2 separate regions of the Mus musculus genome follow, and region 1 is linked to region 2. Evidence: chromatin contacts called from public Hi-C data. All regions are on one chromosome and are shown on one strand. Each heading gives the region's core, a stretch centred on a gene start, on an enhancer-like site or on the middle of the called end of the contact. The rest is flanking DNA. Distances are from core to core; before and after follow the strand shown.

Region 1 (2,932 bases), core at 410-2,909, 70 kb before region 2:
AAAGAGATCTCTGAATAAAGTCAGGGGTTAGAAACTGGGGGGGGGGGGCGCTACATTATTGTCAGACTGCTTCCTGCTGATTAGGGGTGTCAAGTTCCTCGGGCCAAGTTTGATCTTTGCCATCAGAATATCTAATTTCTTCTTGTTGTTGTTTCTTTGCACATAACTACTTAAGAAACCATGACCAAGAGAAACCAACAAAAACAAACAACACACACACCACCTACTTCTTGGAGCACTAACATTTACATATCCTCTGAAAAATCCCCAGAATTCTAACCATCACACCATCACAGAAACTCCACCCCTGCTAGAGCACGAGGCAAATCACAGTCAACTGCTGTGGATGATCTGAAGCAGCCCCACATCCTACACCTGCGATTAAAATGAAAACTTAAAATATCTCTGTGTTTTTTAAAAGAAACCTAAATTTCCAAAATTGTCACGGCAGATGGGTGTTTTCTAACAAGAGGAGGCCTGTTTGCCTCATTGTTTAGGGGCTGAAAGTCTAAGAATCAGGGGCACATATGACTGGATTTTATGGAGTGCCCCACTGTGAGTAACATCACAGTGTAGAAACTGGCAGGGAAGTGATCAAATAGGAAGATAGGATGCCCCTAGCAGCCCTCTGTCTGGGACCAGCAGCCACTAGATCCCAGTACTTCCTAATGTCACTTCCTAATGTCCCCTAGCAGCCCTCTGTCTGGGACCAGCAGCCACTAGATCCCAGTACTTCGCAATGCCACTATGCTGGGCACTAAGTATCCAACATAGATAACAAGGGAAAGGGCCTTCTCTCCTGCAAACCAATGGATGAATGATCCCCACCCTTAAGTTTACAACCTGGTCTTAACACTCTTAACACTGCCTTTAAGGCAGCCACAGCAGGTACCTTTGGAGTAGAGCATTGCCACCCCTGTAATTTTGGGTATGACACCTAAAAATTCCTCTTTGGTAAACTAGAATGTAATATACATATTTGATATTAATCATTAAACTAATGGAAGTCATGCATAGGAGAGCCTTTCCCCCACCCCAGTTCTCACCATCAGCACACAGTGTCTGGCACGCTGTGCTGTGAGACCTTAAAATGGGGTTGGGGGGCGGCTTAGCTGTTACTACAGAAAAGTTAATCCTCAGACTGACAGGGTTCACACTGTCCCTGGCAGTGACTGCAGATTTTATCATAGACCTCTGGCAACGTCGCCTAATATAACTGTGGCCACTTTTGCTCATTTGTAAAGGACACTACCCAGACCCAGAGGCCGGGGCCCCACATGAAAGCAGTTATTACAGTGGGTCGCTGGGGTTCATTTTCCCTAGGCAACAATGAAACTGCATTAACAAGCATTCACAGGGCAAAGCATACGCAATGAACATTAGAACTTTGCAGAAATAATAACCTCTTAAAGAGACAAGCCGCTCTGCAGGCCTGCCCTGGGGATCATAGATTCTGTCCATGCTAAGCTGGCTGGAGCCAGCACAGGAAGGCAGAAGTGTGCTGCGCAGCAATGTACACCTTCATTCAGGGACACCTGAGCTCCAGCCGCTGAGAAGTTGCAGACACCCTTCAGATGCTGTTTGCTAAAGATGCCTTGCCTGTTCAGACTCTCGTGCCTCTTCTCCATCCCCACTCAGCATCCTTCCCCGACTGAATCTGATATTCTTTGAGCTTCCCACCCACACTCTCTGAATATTAGTGTTGGAATGGGTAGAATAAACAGAGCTGATTAAACATTTACCCCCAAGTCTTTGGATCACAAACTCAAACCATCAGAAACAAGAGACCAACAAAAAAGACTAACTGGGTAGACCTGACTCAAATGACAGGCATCAAAGGCTTCAAAAATGCTCAGTGGGTTGGCTCATCAGCAAGGAAAGGGACGGGACGGTGCCAGTGAATTGGATACAGAGAGCTTCACATGGTGCCCTAAGCCTGGCTAAGAGGTGAATATGTGAAATATTCAGTACAGATTCTTCCCAGCTAACCCATAGGGACATCTGTTTCAACACTTATCTGAGATGTGGATCCATTTAGAGAATTTCACTAACAGAACTAAGATGGCTCCACAGATAAGAATACATAGTATTAGTGGTAGTGTGAATGAGAATGGCCACATAGGCTCAAATATTTGAATGTTTGGTTCACAGTTGGTAAAAATCAGTTTGGGAAGTATTGGAAGGTGTGTCCTTGTTTTAGGGGTGGTCCTTGTTGGAGGAGGTGTGGCCATGTTGGAAGAAGTGTGTCATTGGTGGTGGACTTTGAGGTCTCAGAAGCCCAAGTCATTCTCACTTAGTTCTATCTGTCTGGTCTTTATGGGTCATTATCTAAGTCCTCAACTACTTCTTCAGGGCTATGTCTGCCAGCAAGCCACCATTCTCACCTCCATGATGGTCATGGACTCACTCTCTGAAAGTCTAAGGCCCCCTTAAATGCTTTCTTCTGTATGTTACTTTGGTCATGATGTCTCCACACTGACAGGAAAATAACTAAGACACTGTTCTTACAGATCACCTGAGTTCAGTTCCCTGCACTCATGTGCACAGCACACACACATACACAATAATAAAACAAGTCTAAAATAATATTTTATCCATCTGAGACAGCTCATGTCTTCTTCAGGATGACTGTAATTGCTTCCATTCACACAGTTTCTTTAAGGCTTCTGACAGTTGAAACTGTCCACGATATTAAGGGCACTTGCTTCAGCATCTAGGATCAGGCAGAAATTGAATGTACATGGGGGGGACTGAAAAATGAAAGACAAATCTCTTGCCTCCATGGAACTTATGGTCTGGCTGCAGAGATAAAAGTTAGTTGAAAATCACTGATGGGTGTATACTAAAGCCTTGATGTTTCCTTCAAGTGAGGACAGACCAATGGCACAGTGCCACTTAAGTTTTGGGAGAGGAGAGAGGATATCACCTAGAC
Region 2 (3,241 bases), core at 249-2,748:
ATCTCTAGATCCAGGCCAGACACAGCTCAAGGAAGGAAGCTGCAGGGCTGAACACCATCTCTACTTTGTGTCTGGCAATGGAGCTCCTATCCTATACTGGGCTTGATTGACAGTTGGCAGACATCCCAGCCTCGTCCACCACCTTCTGGGGAGTTGAATTCAGCCCTCTGTTCCTTTTTGCAGATTACCAAATTTCACTAGTTCCCACACTCTTCATTTTCTGAAGGTCAGTTGGTCAGAATTTAACACGGAAACCTATCCGTGTATCTATCAAGCGCTGCTCTGCTCAGTCGTTCTTCCAATATTGTCAGAATGTTTGCGTGATCTAACAATGATCTGAGACAACTCCTCTGGAAGTGAATTGGACAAGGATAAAATTTGGAAGTGGATGGGATTGGGTGATTTCTGGGGTTCGTTTATGTACAAATAATGTATGAGAATTGTTTCTGCCACAATACCTTCACTTCTAAACTTACTGTAACAAGGGGGAAAAAAATCTTACTTGTGTTAGTGGAAGCAAGCAAAAAACCAGCATGCTTTGCAACTGAACCCTTGAGTTTTGATTTTTTTTTTTCTTTAAGTTTTGATTTCTAAGGTGTTGTAGGCCATTGGTCCTTGAATTGAAGTGCTCAGCAGACAGTGGGAAGCATGCGGAGAAAACAAGGGTCAGCGCCTACACTGATCCTCAGTGGAGCAAACTCCAGTCTATACTGGAACTGAATTTGTCTCTAAGGCTTTACACAACATTTGGTCTCAGCAGCTGAACTCTTACAGACACATCTGCTCTGCTGTGTTTCAGGACAACTGGAAATGAAACTAAAACTGAGTCTTAGAGTAGTCTGAAAACATACTTGTTTTTAATTGATGTCTTAACATTTGTATCTGGAAGGAAGTATATTCTAACTGTTAAAATTGATTAACGTCATGAGTTCTAATCTCTTCTACTACTGCCAATGACCATATGAAGCTTTTGATTTTCTTTAAACTAAAAGTGGTCTTGTTTTTCATTCACACCGAGTGCTACCGCCCTGGAATTGCTCGTGTACATGTTAGCATTTGAAATGGGATGTTTCAGCCATGAGCAACCACGCTATCACAGAGTCGAGACACAAGCTGGAACCCTCAGGCTTCCCTGGCTTCTCATTTTACCAGCAAGGAAAAGAGAAAATAACTTTTCTCTAAATAGCATATTTAAGAGCAAAGTGCCTTGCCGTGTGCTTGTTAGCTGAGAATATGAACACTGAATGTGCTGGCTGGTCACTTTCTAGTTTCTAACATGGCAACTTGAAGACATTTTTTCCATGGCTCTCTTCCCAACAGAATATGAATAAAACTCTGCTACCAAGTCATGGCCATGGGGTCAGATGCTGGTCCACATCGCTGCTCAGCATAAGGTTCACCCAGGCACAGTTCTGCTTGGAGAAACCCTGTGTCTCCTAGGGACCTGAAGAGGAGCCAGCAAATGAAGAGCCCCTGTTCTGCCCTTCCTCCCCAGCAAAGCATCTGGCAGACATCATTAATCAACCAGAGAATCTTGGCCAATAAGAGTGTTCTACCATCCTCCCCAGCAGTACACATGGCAGACATCATTAATCAGCTGGAAATCTTGCCCAATAAGAATCTTTCTCAACATAGAATTCCAGGCATACTACTAATCAGCTGAATTTGGCACAAATCCTATTTATCTCTCCAGCTTTAAAACAAAGGTGATCTATTCATTTAACACAGCGCTGTTGGAGGTAGTGAGACACTGGAGAAAACTCACGGGCTCACACTTACAGGACTTCCAACCTCAGCTCTGGCACTCAGTTGGCTGTGTGAGTTTATTTGAGCAAGTCGCATAACCTCTCTCTGTCTTGGTTTGCTCTCTGTTTAAGAAAGGGTTGTAACATCCAACAAGATTACTGTGGATAATAAACAAAATAGCAAGTCCTAGGCAGACAGTGTGATGACTGAAATTTAGTATGTGTTTAACAAACGCTAATTCTTTCTTTATCCAGCATTAACCATACAAGGAGTTGTGTATCTCACACAGAGCTTCAAATTCTCTCCTTGGTCTCTTCTATCAATCCACCTCCCCAGTTTCTGGCCTTCAGCTGTGTATACTAGAATCCTCAGCTAAGCAAAACCTTAAGAAATGCTGAACTAGTTATGACCATTTGGGTAGGTTGAAGAATTAAATATAGACAAAGAAGTGTCTACCAGTCAATTTGAACAACAATTCAGTCACATACAAATGCCCCACAGGTTAGGTGGAATAAATGTCTTCTCCTCTCACTGTCTTCTCAGTTCATGATTGACTTATCAGGATGCAATCCCTTGGTAAGTTAAGCAGAATTGGTATAAGCATCAACCTTGTGTGGGTGAATGTGCCACCTATCCAACAACTAAACCCCAAGGAGTGTGTGCATGTCACCAAAGCAAAGTGAAGACACAAAGACCCATGCAGCTTCACCATTTCCAGGCTATTTCTTGCCAAAACCTTCACTTGTGGTCTGGTGACAATGGATCTTTTGCTCAGCAACTCAGCTTACCATGCCATCTGGCTCCATTTCCTTCCTTGGGGACAAATAGCACTGCCCCCAGCTTGCTCCCTCCCACCAGCGGCCTGATCCCAGGGCAGATATCAGCCCTCACTGAATCCACCAGCTTAGAAAATTGAAGAATCAACAAAAAGAGGAGTCTGCAACCTTGATCTCCTTCCAAACAGCAACACGGCTGTTTGGGCTGGGCAGTCAGGAGCCATGAATGTAATCCTGACCAGTGCTGAGATTAAACCCATGAATGACTTGGCTCGAGCTTTTGTGAAAGATCAGAACTGTGTAGCATAGCAGTGTTTACAGGTTTATAGATCTGCCTGGGGCACCCAATGCCCTCGACTATGATTTATTATTACAGGACAGAGATTATCTCAGACTGCGCTGGAAATGGATCTTGGCTGAGTTATTTAACTCAGCGGATGCAATGTGTGAGAGTTGATGGCCTTGTTTCTCAATTTGTCAGTTGTAAAGGGAGTCCCTGAGGCTCAATTTCAGACCCAGTATTGTTTACATAGCCCAGCAATAATACATCACATGTGGCAAAATATTACAAATTCATTTTTATGCTGATGATACGGCCCATGCATAATAGCAGCTAATGTGCTTCTCCTTTTATTTGAAATTGCAGCAGTCTCTAAAGGCACAAAGGGCCTTTTGTGTTTTGAACCATAAAGAAGAGAAAGTATATGACAGTTTTTAGA

What was found. A called contact is a pair of places that touch in the nucleus more often than the background predicts.
Region 1: a Hi-C map of the N1E-115 cell line shows a contact between it and region 2, with 3 times the contacts expected there. The contact joins two enhancer-like sites. A contact is called at or near these places in 4 of 484 Hi-C or Micro-C datasets (the N1E-115 cell line, Th1 cells, embryonic fibroblasts and 1 more).

What each region holds. Positions count from the first base shown.
Region 1 is chr9:23,133,163-23,136,094 of GRCm38.p6, reverse strand. The region is part of intron 7 of Gm36743 (a long non-coding RNA gene); the gene reads right to left. Among named protein-coding and RNA genes, the nearest start is that of Bmper, 88 kb to the left of the region's middle. Within about 2 kb of position 1,659, at least 14 of the 459 cell types and tissues checked have an H3K27ac peak or open chromatin away from gene starts, as enhancers often do. A contact at or near this core is called in the N1E-115 cell line, where this site is marked.
Region 2 is chr9:23,062,543-23,065,783 of GRCm38.p6, reverse strand. The region is part of intron 7 of Gm36743 (a long non-coding RNA gene); the gene reads right to left. Among named protein-coding and RNA genes, the nearest start is that of Gm36743, 68 kb to the right of the region's middle. Within about 2 kb of position 1,498, at least 19 of the 459 cell types and tissues checked have an H3K27ac peak or open chromatin away from gene starts, as enhancers often do. A contact at or near this core is called in the N1E-115 cell line, where this site is marked.